Regions from separate parts of the Hordeum vulgare genome. Here region 2 is linked to region 1. Evidence: chromatin contacts called from public Hi-C data. All regions are on one chromosome and are shown on one strand. Each heading gives the region's core, a stretch centred on a gene start, on an enhancer-like site or on the middle of the called end of the contact. The rest is flanking DNA. Distances are from core to core; before and after follow the strand shown. Region 1 holds the start of LOC123442777 (cysteine synthase-like). Region 2 holds the start of LOC123442780 (probable uridine nucleosidase 2).

Evidence for each region. A called contact is a pair of places that touch in the nucleus more often than the background predicts.
Region 2: a Hi-C map of leaf shows a contact between it and region 1, with 7 times the contacts expected there. The contact joins the promoter of LOC123442780 here to the promoter of LOC123442777 in region 1. A contact is called at or near these places in 4 of 6 Hi-C or Micro-C datasets (leaf and seedling) and 1 of 1 datasets of contacts at active chromatin or transcription factors (embryo).

The regions. Positions count from the first base shown.
Region 1 is chr3H:30,169,308-30,176,031 of MorexV3_pseudomolecules_assembly, reverse strand. LOC123442777 (cysteine synthase-like) reads left to right here and starts at 2,300. Exons shown (of 10, transcript XM_045118910.1): 1 at 2,300-2,604; 2 at 2,913-3,022; 3 at 3,127-3,184; 4 at 3,328-3,591; 5 at 3,688-3,825; 6 at 3,904-3,955; 7 at 4,072-4,151; 8 at 4,545-4,604; 9 at 5,333-5,413; 10 at 5,517-5,957. The coding sequence starts at 2,371. The coding sequence ends at 5,609. LOC123441429 reads left to right here and starts at 6,261. Exons shown (of 13, transcript XM_045117869.1): 1 at 6,261-6,724. The coding sequence starts at 6,588.
Region 2 is chr3H:30,362,370-30,369,752 of MorexV3_pseudomolecules_assembly, reverse strand. It overlaps LOC123442780 (probable uridine nucleosidase 2), which reads right to left and starts at 4,759. Exons shown (of 7, transcript XM_045118914.1): 1 at 4,519-4,759; 2 at 4,280-4,395; 3 at 4,128-4,187; 4 at 3,681-3,971; 5 at 3,412-3,508; 6 at 2,728-2,835; 7 at 2,126-2,596. The coding sequence starts at 4,579. The coding sequence ends at 2,349. It overlaps LOC123442779 (RAP domain-containing protein, chloroplastic), which reads left to right. Exons shown (of 3, transcript XM_045118913.1): 1 at 1-722; 2 at 858-940; 3 at 1,683-2,071. The coding sequence ends at 1,754.

The sequences.
Region 1 (6,724 bases), core at 1,051-3,550:
GACGGCGCGCGCTCTCTCTCTCTCTCGGGACCTGACGGAAAGCAGGCGAGGAAGACAACGCTGTCAGAGAAGAAGAGAGGAACGGGGAAGATGGGCTGCTGCGCGCGAGGGAAGGAACTCTGGGCCTGGGAAGGAGGAAGCCCACTGCTGGCGCCAGATAGAAAGAAAGAAAAAACCCAAAGGGTTTTTCCATTTAAAACAAATACACAAGATAAATCCCCTGGGGAATTATGACCCAATTAAATAAAATACAAAGATGTTTTTTGGAGCAATAAAATATTTACAAAACAGAATTAATTTAATCTGTTTTGTAAATAAAACCCCATTTAAGCAAAGTTTTAAAATTCCCTAGCCACACCCCCACATCCACAAGAAAAGGCACTAAATGATCTACATTTTTAAAACAGGAATGGATCAAGTAAAACATGAGCTCAAAAGAATAAAGAAGAAGGGGCCTTTTGGAATCTAGTTTGAAAACTAACATAGTTTGAAACCCAAGCTCGCAAACACCACATCATCACACACCACATGCACTCATCACACCACACATATGGATCAACAACAACAATACAAGAAATGGCATGAATGCAATGAATGGTATGATGCAAAGGAGAAGACATGAAATTCCCACATGAAATGACAACTCTCATATAACATGACCACATGGATCCAAACATGAAAGGTTTCCAAATATGGCAAGGTTACATCTAGGGCATTACAAGTATTCTTTCAATCAATTTGGTGCTCTCATCATAGGTATTGTCATTGCTCCTTTTATTTCCATTAGGTGAAGGATACCTTGCTTGCTCCTGGAGTGCCTTTGGCCTCCACGAGGCTCTGCCAGTGGGAGGGAGCAACATAATATTCTGGACATGTGTGTTATTATCCATAATAGACCTATGCTGAGAACATGCAATTATTGGAGCTATCAGTTTTGCATTCAAAATCATATAGAACTACTCTTGTCTAGAGCATCTTTTCTTATTTAAGATGTTGTTTATATTGCTGTCATGTTGTTTCTTCATATTGGTGTTTCTTGATATATTTTTTTAATTTAGTGACATGCTATGGCTATCTTGTATCACCTGGCTCCCCTTGGTAGTTCATGATTTTGTGCTAATCTTTTTGACATACATGGTTGTTCTTGACATGTGTGGTTGGTATCATTCAAATAGCACAGAATGTTCTTACATAACTAATGTTTCTTTGGAAGACATGTTTGAAAATTTTCTGTAACTTAGGTGGTTATTGATTGGCTGTGAGATGGGATAAAAAATAACATTCACACTACGCATGCACATAAAAGTAGTACAATGGAGTACAATGGAGTACTAATTAGCTGCTAGGAGTAAATACAATGCGCTTTAAACCTTGACTATTATGAAAATGCACGTAAGTTTAACCGTGCCTTCTAAACCGTGACGGAGGTAGGATATTCAAATGGATGATTGGAAAAATATTATCTTTTTTTTATGTTGTTGTACTATTATGTAAATTAAAATTTTAGCTCATTTTATACATGTGCAATTTATGTGGAAGTGTAGTCCGTGTTGTTGAAAAGTCTGTGTACATGTGTATTAAAAAGTATGTGTTGTTAAAAAGCTATACATTTGAATGACATGCATATTTGAAGCTGTTGAAAAGCTATACATTTAAGTGCCATGCATATTTGAACAGTGGAATGAAACTGATGGGAAGTTACACAGAAAAAAAACATTCCAAGCGTAAGCTAGAAGCGGAATGGAAATACAACCCTGGGACATGTATTCGGTTGGAGACTGATATAATACTCCCTCCGTTTCTAAATATAAGTCTTTTTAGACATTTCAATATAAACTACATACGAATGTATATAGACATGTTTTAGAATATAAATTTATTCATTTTGTTTCGTATGTACTCCCTTCGTTTCTAAATATAAGTCTTTCTAGCGGTTTCATTAGGGACTACATACGGATAGATATAGACATATTTTAAAATATAGATTTATTCATTTTATTTCGTATATAGTTTTTTAATGATTTTTTTTAAAACTTATATTTAGGAACGGAGGGAGTAGATTTAATAAAATCTCTAAAATAACTTATGTTTAAGAACGGAGGGAATACAAGTGTAAAATGTTACAGGGTTGCATAAAAACGACATTCCAAAATTCCAAGTGGAGCCAGGTTTTGGAATTAGCAGAGATATTTCGTGCGCGATGGCTGACGAATGAACTAACACCGTCTCCAGGTCCGAATACATCCATCCATCCATCGCGACGAAAAGAGGCCCGTATCCAACGTCCATCCATCATCCCCTCGGAGTCCCAGAGGGCACACGACGCCATCACACCCAGCGAAGCAAGAATCTCCTTGGGGGAAAGGAACAATGGCGTCGTGGACACCATCGCCCGTCGCCGCCGCCGCCCAGGCCCAGCTCGGCTTCCCGGCCGCCCGCCCGGCGCAGGCGCGGCCGGCCGTCCTCCCGCCGCCTCTCGCCCGCAGATTCCCCGCCGGCTCCTCCCTCCTCGCCGTCAACGCCCCCGCCGCCTCCCCCTCGTGGAGGCGCCATGCCCTCGCCACCGAGGTCGAGGGCCTCAACATCGCCGACGACGTCACCCAGGTAGGCAACCAGCACCGTCTACCCGCTGCCTCCACTTCAATCCCTCCATTTCCAGTGTGTGCCCAGCCAGGAGTAGCGGGGGTTGGTAGGATTGCCGCTACCCAGAGCTCACCGATGCCACAAACCCCTGAGCCAGTAAAGATCTACTCTCTAGTTTGACCCTGCGGCATCCTTCTTCCATCGTATCTCAAACCATCCTAGTTCCGCACGGACAAATCCTTTAGCAAGAAAGCAAAACATCATCGGCCTCAGGATTCAAGCTGCCTGTCTCAGGAAAATGATAGCTCCTTGTTGAATTTTTATCGCAGCTCATCGGCAAGACGCCCATGGTGTATCTCAACAGGATCGTCAAGGGCTGCGTCGCCAACGTCGCCGCCAAGCTCGAGATTATGGAGCCCTGTTGCAGTGTCAAGGACAGGTTGCATTACAATTCTTGTTGTCCTCCTCGTTTCAATGTTGAGGTCGTTTCCTTCCCCTGATGGACCCACCAGCTAAGCAGCTCCCAACCGATTTATGCTTCAGGATAGGTATCAGTATGATTTCCGACGCTGAAGAGAAGGGCTTGATAACACCCGGAAAGGTGAGGCGTCTTCTGTTTGTGTGCTTACATGCTTGCTGCCGTCCTTATCATGTCCTATCCCTTTCCTAGCAATTACTAACAAGGGAAGGGTACTCGGTAACAATATATGCATATGCTAACTTACCTATGTTCTCTGCTCTCAGAGTGTTTTGGTTGAAGCAACAAGTGGAAACACAGGCATTGGTCTTGCTTTCATTGCTGCTTCCAGGGGATATAAGTTGATACTGACAATGCCCACATCAATGAGCATGGAGAGGAGAGTTCTGCTCAAGGCTTTTGGCGCTGAACTTGTGCTTACAGATGCTGCAAAAGGGATGAAAGGGGCCCTAGATAAGGCTACAGAGATCTTAAATAAGACACCCAATTCATACATGCTTGAGCAGTTTGACAACCCTGCCAACCCAAAGGTAACAAGGAGAATTAACTTTGTGTCTCTATCTATGTGTGCACTATGTTTCTAACCTACTTGAGGCTGATGCGTATCTTTCTTCATTTCCCATCAGGTACACTATGAGACTACTGGGCCTGAAATCTGGGAGGATTCAAAAGGAAAGGTTGATATATTCATTGGTGGAATTGGAACGGGCGGAACAATATCTGGTACTGGTCGTTTCCTGAAGGAGAAAAATCCCGACGTCAAGGTTTCTTCAAATTCCACCCAAATAAAATGTACCCTGTTATATGCACCATATAGTGCTCATACGGTTTTCTTTTTCTAGGTTATTGGTGTTGAACCTACTGAAAGCAACATACTCTCTGGTGGTAAACCTGGTATGTTTGCTATCAGAAAAATATTTCCTTTGAGTTTTCCATTGAAGAAAGACATACTTCCTTTGAGCTTGTCAAGCTTATGTTCTTTGCCTTACAACTGTTATCCGCTTGTATAGGCCCACATAAGATTCAAGGCATTGGAGCAGGATTTGTTCCTAGGAATTTGGACAGTGATGTTCTCAATGAAGTAATTGAGGTCAGAGTTTTTTCTGTCCGTTGGTATATTTCACCTTTTTTAGAATAAAAGCAAGACATGAAGGTTGTAGTTTCTTTCTTGAATTCAGCTGAATTGTGCCTGTTATTCCATTTCACTGTATTTTCTTAACGTCTCAGTTCTCACCATAGGCTGATAGTTCTATGATGCTAGTTCTACGTAGTTATACAAGTGCAATTGCATATGCTAGTTCTACTGTGGTTACGTCTTCGGTTCTGTGGATGTTGTCCTTGCATGAGTAGATCATCCCTCCTTTTGCTCGGCTTGGTACAGTGAAGCTGTTAGGGCTGTGTGGTACTACTTTCTTAGGGGGCTATTACTGCTGGGTTTTCTTTTCTTATAGTTATCTCTGACCACGTTCTGCTTATGTTCTAGATATCAAGCGATGAGGCTGTTGAGACAGCAAAGCAGTTGGCTCTTCAGGAAGGATTGCTGGTATTGTAATTTCACATGTTGATGCAATTTTTGTGTGTTCAATACGTTGATGCGTGTTGAGATATCGTCTTTTAGTTGCAAATGTTTATATGCTTAAAAAAAGCAGGCGAATCATGACACACATCATGCTAGTCAATGTCTGTTTCCCCCCTTGCTATTTAAGTGTAAGCACCTGGCAGCCTTCTCTGTAGATCTAGACTAGAAATGGTGTTTTTTTATAGGCAGCATGTTTGAGCCAGTTTATTTGTTCATTTCTCCCATCATAGTGTTGCTAAATGTATGATGCGTCCCATACAATTTTTCTATGGTGCATCATAGTGCTAGTTGGAGTTGTGGAGACAGACTTTGGAATCGCAAGATTTTAGGCTTAGTAGCACTAAAACTGAGCACCATGAGGTGTGGTTTCAGTACTACTGGGCACGAGGAGGAGGAGGTTAGCCTTGGTGGGCAGGTGGTACCTCAGAAGGACAGCTGTTGTTTGTTTGGTGTTCCATCGTATCCACATAATCTCATGTGGGGCCAGGGCGTAGGAGACCACCACATAATCTCATTGTTGCAAAAATCATAAACCACTTGTTCATATGTATGGTTGTTCTGTTCCTCGTATGTAGTGGTTAATAAGCAGTAGGAAGCCTGCATTTTTTGTTTCTCCCGTCAGTCAGTCAGTCAGTCGTCTATGAATCAGAGATCAGCAATCCTGAACCTATATACGAATGTATGTTGTGCAGGTCGGGATCTCGTCTGGGGCAGCCGCGGCCGCTGCCATAAAGGTCGCCCAGAGACCCGAGAACGCCGGGAAGCTGATAGTGGTAAGTACCGCTAATCTTACAAGCTCATAGAATTCTTCTCCTGAAAACATCCAATGACGATGGCACCGACATTGTTGCCTGTTTCTGTGCGCGCGACAAACAGGTGGTGTTCCCGAGCTTCGGCGAGAGGTACCTGTCGTCGGTGCTGTTCCAGTCCATCAGGGAAGAGTGCGAGAAGATGGAGGCCGAAGCGTGAAGGGCCATTTCCGCGCCCGGCAAAGAAGCCTTTTTTTCTGCTGCATCTTCCTCTCCGTCGAACCGAATAAGAATAAGGCGGGCATGGAAACGAACGAACGCTCGACCTTACGCCCGTTCTTCTTCGGAGCCCGCTCGCATTTTGCTGGTGTCGATTGATATACGATGATGATATTCCTGGTGTCGATTGATATACGATGATGATACGCATGGTTGTAAGGAAGCAGTTATACCTCTCTTTTTTTTTTTGTATGAGCAACGCTCACCCACTCACTCGCTCGCTCGCCCAAAGCAAAATTCAGGCCGGTTATATACATTGAAATTTGAAATGTTTGATGTTTTTTTTTTCCGAGCTGGGTTTATCTCGAGGTCTGGTTGGTGCTCGTAATTTCATTGTTTTGTGACATAATAATAAGGAAATGATAGCATGTTTTTTTCAATCTGCAGTGTAATAAGTGAAATAGATTGCTAATAATGAATACAATAAATTGCTGCTAATACGGGAAAAAATTATATATATAAAAAATAAGTGAAATGAACTAGTATGGCACTATTATGGCAGAGCAATTTTGTTCCGGGTCGTTGGCACGTAGAGAAGGAAAGAAAGAGAAGAAGCAACGAATGATGAGCAGTTGCAGTTAGGTTGGTTCGTTGCTTCCTTCCACCCCACCCCCCCTCTCCCACCCACGTCTCCTCGAGCCAAGCAACCGCGGCGGCGACCGACCGACGGAGACCGAGCCAAGCCAGCAGGCGGCGGATCCCCGGCCCCGCCGACGAGACGCAGAGAGAAGCCTACCCGCTCCATCCAGGAGAGGAGCGGAGGGGAGGGGAGCTGAGCCGTCGACTCGACTCTGCTCCAGCAGCGAGCGCGGCGATTCGGATCCGCCGCCGTGGCCGACGATTCGTACGATTCGCCCGCGCCGGAGATCCGGGTCCCCCTCGCCCCTGCCGCGCCGCCGTACCGGGGAGGGGAGGATCCATGTCCCAGCCCCACAGGCACAGCACCGGAAACGGCGGCGCCGGGGGCGGGGACTACATCAAGTCATGGATCATGTGCGGCAACCTGCAGCGCGGCTTCGGCTCCCTCGTCCGCGAACCCTGCGGCCTCAACCCGGA
Region 2 (7,383 bases), core at 3,510-6,009, 190 kb before region 1:
ATTCGCCACCATGCGCCAGTCAGCACCTGGCCTTTTCTCAGCATTGGCCCAGAGAGCAGCAAAACTAGTGCACACCTTCAAGGAGCAAGAGCTTGCTCAATTCCTGTGGGGATGTGCTTCTCTTAATGAATGCCCCTATCCTTTGCTCGACGCGCTTGATGCTGCTTTCCAAGATGCTGCTAGCTTCAAATGTAATGTCTACGATCCATCGCCGTCAGACACGCGGCAAACCGCTGCCAAAGAAGCTTCAAGCGAAGAGTATGGTAACGATTCTCGTGCGCTAAACTTTAGTCGAGATCAGCTTGGCAATATTGCTTGGTCCTATGCTGTTCTTGGGCAACTGGACCGACAATTCTTCTCACACATCTGGAACACTCTGAGTCAACACGAAGAGCAGAGAGTCTCTGATCAATATAGGGAAGATATAATGTTTGCATCACAGGTATATCTTGCAAATCAGTCTTTGAAGCTTGAATATCCACATCTCAATATGGGCTTAAGAGATGATCTGGAAGAGAAAATAACAAAAGTGGTGAAGAGCAAACGGTTCAATCAGAAGACGACCTCCTTGTTTCAGAAGGATGTCGGACGTCTTTTATATAGTACCGGACATGAATGGGTTAGAGAATATACGGTTGATGGTTACACTGTCGATGCAGTGTTAGTTGATGAGAAGCTTGCATTTGAGATAGACGGGACGACACACTTCTCACGGAATTTAGGTACCCTCTATTGATGTTTGTTGCTTTCTGTGCTTTACTTGCCATTCCAGATAAAAGGCTGTCCATTTTCTTCTTGTTTATCTTGATTCTGTATCTCCAAGCAGAAACTAACGCAGAAGTGTACCTGTTTTACAGGCACACCATTAGGCCACACGGCATTTAAAAGGCGTTACATTTCCACTGCTGGATGGAAGTTAGTTTCCTTGTCTCACCAAGAGGTTAGTCACACCTTGAACATGGTAACCATTAGTAAATTTTATAAATTTGTTGTTTAACCTGTGATCGATTCAGAAAGGAAATTAGCAACTGCTCTATATTGTGCCATATCTTCCAGAACTTCATAGGCCACAATCTCAAGTCAATGTTCTGTTTTGTTTTTCAAAAGAAATGGCTTCTCTCTATTATTCATGCTTATTTGTAAACTCACATTAACTTGTTGGACAAAAGAAAAAAAGTTCTTGTTCTGCATTTTCTGCTCTCATATGAACTTTAAGGTCATTTAGTAGCTTGACTTGGATTTCAGCATTAGTTTTCTGAGTTCTCTGGATAGGTTAGAATATTTTTCTAAGACTTACTGTGATAATATATTAAGAGTTTGTTTTCCTTGACAATCATTTGTGTGTCATATTAATTAATCTGTTGTGTTTCGCAAAGGAAATTCACAACTTCTCCATAGCGTGCCATATTTTCCAGCATTTCATATGCCACCGACTAAAATTAATGTCTTGTTTTGTTTTATTTTCCAAAAGAAAAGGCTTCTCTCTATTATTCATGTTTATCTGTAATGAACTCACACGTGCTTGTACAGGCAAATAATGTCCTTGTTCTGCATTTTGTGAACTCATATGAACTCTAAGGACATTTGACCCTTGACTTGGATTTCAGCATTAATTTTCTTAGTTCCCTGAATAGGTGAAAATATTTATCATATTAAGAGTTTATTTTCCCTGACAATCACAGTGGGAGGAGCTTCAAGGCGAGACTGAGCAAATGGAGTATCTGAGGAGAATTCTAGGCATTGATGCAGAATAAGTGCAACCGTTGGAGATTTGACATCATGAGCTCTGCCAACACGAAGAACACCCCTGGAATTCCAAGCAATTTGTGGTGGATTCAGCTTTGGGCTTTGCTGGGTGCGGTGCTTATTGGACGCAACATGTAGCTTGAAAGCTTAGCGTGTCAGAAGCCATTGTGATGAGATATAGTTATGTTTCTGTTTTGTTTGGGAAGCATGTGAAATATATGTATACCCTGAACTATTATGTATCATATGCTCAATTTTGGGGAACTGTTTAGTGCTAAAACACATATGATGGATCAGATTGCCATATATAGTACTCTTGATGATAGCATGGCATTGGAAGTTATACACCAAACAATTGATTCAGTAGTGCATTGAGAACTGAAGTGAAAATGGACTACAATCTGGTCCTTATGCCTGAAGTGTAAAATGTTCAAGTGTTGAACTACAAGTGTAAATGTTCAAGTGTTGCACTACAAGTGTAAATGTTCAAGTATTGAACTACAAAAGAAGAGGCACGTAGTTGATTTCATTCCCAAAAGGTATAATCCAACATTGACAAATATGTTCTTGAATCTTGAGTGCAGTATTGCAAACGAAATGTTTCAATCATCCGTGAGAAGCCTCTGCATAATGAGCTCCACGACAGCAGGGGCATCGACTGTGACAGCAACCTTCACGGTTGGCTTACCACACCACTCTGTTATCTCACCATACGTTTTCTTGGTATTGTCGAAAACCGTGAGACCCTTTGTGATTCCATCTGTCTGAACCCTCACGACTCCCTCCGTGTAAGTCATCAGCGATGGATCTACGGCGGCAAGAAGAGTTGTGGGATCATGAAGATATACTCCTGCAACCATTTCATCATACTCACAAAATAAGTCATTCAAGTCCCTTTAATTGTTCGGCTTCTCATCATCAAGTGTGTATACTGCTGATCCACCCAAGTTAAGTGTACTGACTGACTGTTTTCATACTGACCTGTAGTGGAGTATGCGTCCATGTGATAATCATAATAAAGACCCAGTATCTTGCTTAAGTAGCGAGCATATTTGCTATCGGACTGTTCAAGCTTCTTCCGGTCAACATCTGCATTGAAAAACGACGTGTCAAAATGCGATTGTGTTCCAATACAGGGCAACTGTGAATATCATACGTAGACCCATTGAACCAGATGTGTTCCAATACATGGCAACTGTGAATATCATATGTAGATCCATTCAACAAGATGTGACACATCTATGCAACCTAATTATCTGTTACTCCCATGGTTACCTTTTAGTTGAAAGGGTACCAATGAAAACAGAGTGCTAGTTACATATATGTAGCTCCAAGCGAACAAAGGACTCGGTTTCAAAATATGTGTCTTTAATCTTCAAAAAGAAATCTTCTAACCAAGCATTGTGGATAGTTGGTAAAACAACTAGAACCAGATGCATGCCCTATGTTATTAACCAAGCGTTCGTACTGTTGCTGTCAAGCACTGTATGATTAACTGTAGCAAACACAGGCAGGTCAATACATGTAATCACGAGGAAAGAAGAATATATCCTTCTATGTGTGAAAACCACAAATAGCATCATTTTGCTGTTTTCAGCTCTGATATATAACAAGGTTTCAAAAGTAACAGGGTATAGTAACAGCTCTAGACAGCAAGAGAATTACCAGAAAGGATAACTTGGTGCGTAATGTTAATTCCGATGGCCAAAATATCCGCACCGCAGGTAAAAACTATATCAGCCGCATCAGGATCGCCAAATACCTGTTAGTAAAGATAGCCAATTAACCAGTGAAGTCAAGGTGATGAATTACCGGAGTTGCGGCTTCGAATATGTAAACCGATGCTCCAAAACACGAAGCTAGCGACACTAAGCTTGCATTGTTCTCCAAATTCAACAGGAAGCATGCCACTGAATCTGATAGGACTGACTCACATTTGCCTCAGCTGCAGGATTGACATTCCCATTAACCGAATAAGCACCACCCAGGATAATGATCTGCCCAATCTTCTTGGGGAAAGAAGGGTCAAGCTCGACGGCCAGCGCAAGGTTGGTGAGGGGGCCGAGGGCGACGACGGTTACTTGTCCGGGGTAGAGGTTCGCCTGCTCGACAAGGAAGGCGGCGGCGGACTGGTCCACCGCCTTGCCGGCCGGCGGAGGGAAGTTCTGGTTGCCGAGGCCATCCGAACCGTGGACGAAGCTGGCAATCCGTAGCTTGGTGGCTTTCTGAATTTCATTCATGGTGGAGCGCACAGACATTCAGTCCAAGTCAGCAAACACTTGATCGATCGAGATGCCACAGATTTTGACTGAATGAGACGCCGTACAGACAAACAAACACAGATACATTGATACATACATGATGCAATGGATTGAGGGTACCTTGATTGTTACATGGGACCCCTCCGCGACGGGGATGTCGGTCCTCCCAGCGGTCTCCAGCTGAAATCGAGCTAGAGATCGGTTCGATTAGCATCGGAAAGACCCATTGGTGAGAACGGAAAGTCGAGCGCGGGGGAGTGGAGTGGACCGACGAGGTGCAGCGCGTTGCGGGTGGCGAGGGCGGTGTAGACGTTGCCGAAGATGGTGGTGAGGCCAACCACCTCCAGCTCCGGCGACCTCAGCGCCGCGAAGATGGCCATGGCGTCGTCTGCGGTTCATCAACCCCACCGCGAGTTTGCGAAGAATGCGAGATTGGTTAGGGGGTGGGATAGGAATAGGATAGATCGACAAAACACGGGGGAGGAGGAACGAGGGACGGGTGGGTACGGACCGATCCCTGGGTCGGTGTCGATGATGACCTTCTTCTTCTTGGTGACGGCGGCCATGGACATGGATCCCGGGGATCGATCGGGGCGGCGTCGGTTGCGCGGGCGGATCGAGCGAGGTGGAGAAGAAGATGTGTACACGTCTCGCTCACACTCACAGGCGGCTAGCTCAACTTGAGAGAGAGAGAGAGAGGGCGGCGATCCTCACCTTTACGGCGGTATATCCCAAAAGGCGAGGCTGTTGCAGATCCACGGGGCCCCAACCCACGTCAAACCCACGGTTCCGATGGACAACCTTGTCACCAACATTTCCCTGTTTTTAAGCACTGTATAGGCCTTTTTTTCAGGAGAGGGGTACACATCAGACATGCACAATCTAATATTTTTGCAAATGCTGAAAGTGTGACATCAGATTCTTTTTAGGCGCGTTCGTTACCTGCGTTAGTCTCAACCACGCTCATGGGGAAGAAAATGGTTCGTTTGGTTGCTGGATCTGTATATAATTTTTAGCCTGCAGGAACCTTAAAGTAGTGCTCTGCCAGGTCCGTTAGGAACGGTCGGATCGACAGTTTCTAGCGAGTCGGGTTGGGCCGATGCTGGGAAGGGGAACGCGGCGTTCTGTAGGGAGATGGCGGGAGCGAAGGCGCGTCTTTGAAAAAGCAGCGGGACGAATTCACGTCACTGTCCGTCGATTCGCGGTCGTCCTATATAGTCAGGGTTTAGAGACTTAGGTTTGTGTTGTGCAACTCTCGATATTGATTGGGTGCACTAGGCTCATATATATAAGGTACAAGATGGGCATCAACCACAATTGTACAAGGAACTAGGAGGTGGGCCTACGACACAATATACATGCACAAATATATATTCACCCCCCCCCACCCCGCAGTCGAAGCGTCGCCAGAGACACAGAGACTGAAACGGAACTCCTCGAAGGTGGAAGTAGGCAATTCCTTAGTCATCACATCGGCGAACTGTTGTGCGGTCGGAACATGAAGAACTCAAATGTAACCAAGGGCGACATGTTCACGCACAAAGTGGATATCAAGCTCGATGTGCTTCGTCCGGCGATGATGAACGGGGTTGGCGGAAAGATACACAGCGGAGACGTTGTCACAATAGACGACCGTGGCCTTAGTGATACCGTGATGCAACTCCTGAAGTAGCTGTTGAAGCCATGAGCACTCAACAACTGTATTAGCCACCATTCGGTACTCACCCTCCGCGCTAGAGCGCGATACCGTGGGTTGTCGTTTCGACGACCACGAGACGAGTGAGGGACCGAGGTAGACGCAGTAGCCGGGCCTGGAGCGACTTGTGTCGGGACAGCATACCCAATCAGCATGAGAGTAAGCCACCAGAACCATAGAGGGAGACGCCGTGAGAATGAGTCTGAGGGACATCGTGCCGCGGATATAGCGAAGAATCCGTTTCGCGAGCGTCCAGTGGGAGTCACGAGGGTCGTGCATATGGAGGCACACCTGATGCACAACATACTGCAAGTCTGGTGTGGTGAGCGTCAAATACTGAAGAGCACCAACAATGGAGCGGTAGAACGGGGCATCCGACGCCAGTGAACCCTCCTAAGCAGAGACCTTGGCCTTCGTGTCAATAGGAGTAGCGGCAGGATGACAGTTGAACATACCGACGCGCTCAAGCAGCTCATACGCATACTTCTGTTGATGAAGAGAGAAGTCGTCGGGTCACCGAACGACCTCAATACCAATGAAGTAATGAAGAGAACCCAAATCCTTGATGGCGAACTTGTCACACAAGCGTAGAGTAATCTGCTAAAGAAGGGTTGTAGAGGAGGCCGTCATGATGATGTCGTCGATGTAGAGCAGCAAGTAAGCAGTCGTGTCGCCATGATGAAGAACGAATAATGAGGCATCCGAGCAAGTAACATGGAAGCCCAGTGTTTGTAGAAAGCCAGCGATATGTGATACGTCTCAAACGTATCTATAATTTTTGATGGTTTCACGCTGTTATCTTGTCAACTTTGGATGTTTTGTTTACCTTTTATATCTTTTTTGGGACTAACTTATTAATTCAGTGCCAAGTGCCAGTTCCTGTTTTTTCTGTGTTTTTGACTCTTTTCAGATCTAATTTTGGAACGGAGTCCAAACGGAATAAAATCCCCGAAATAAATTTGTCCAGAACGGAAGAAGATCAGGAGGCTTGAGGGCCAAGGCAGTGGACCCACAGGGAGCCCACAAGCCCTGTTGTCGCGGCCAGGGGGCCCCGCGGCAACCAGGCTTGTGGCCTCCCTGGCGCTCCCCTGCCCTATTCACAACTATCGTCTCCACTTTCACTTTTACTTTGCTTTGTTTACTTTGTTGCTTTCAGTTCTCACTTTGCAAACAATCTATAAGGGATTGACAACCCCTTCATAGTGTTGGGTGCAAGCTCTTTGTGTTTGTGCAGGTACTTGTGACTTGAACGCTCCTCCTACTAGATTGATACCTTGGTTCTCAAAATGAGGGAAATACTTACCGCCGCTGTGCTACATCACCCTTTCCTCTTCAAGGGAACACCAATGCAATGCTCCAAGGCCGCGGGGAAATCCTTTGCATATTTGCCAAGGAAGTCCCTATAGGCGTAGCCGTAGCAGCAGGATTCCTGGCGCCGTTGCCAGGGAAGGTCTGTTGTCGCAGTAGCAATATGCTAGTATCAAGCGTGAGGAGCTTGCTTAAGGCCGTAAAGAGATCGAGGCAGCAAGCGCACATGACCAGGATGAGTGGCGTCGACGAAACATGTGGGTTGCTCACAGTAGACCTTCTCGAGAAGGTGACCATGAAGAAAGGCGTTGGAGACATCCATCTGATGAACATGCCAGCCACAAGTGACCGTTAGCTACAGAAAGGTGCGGA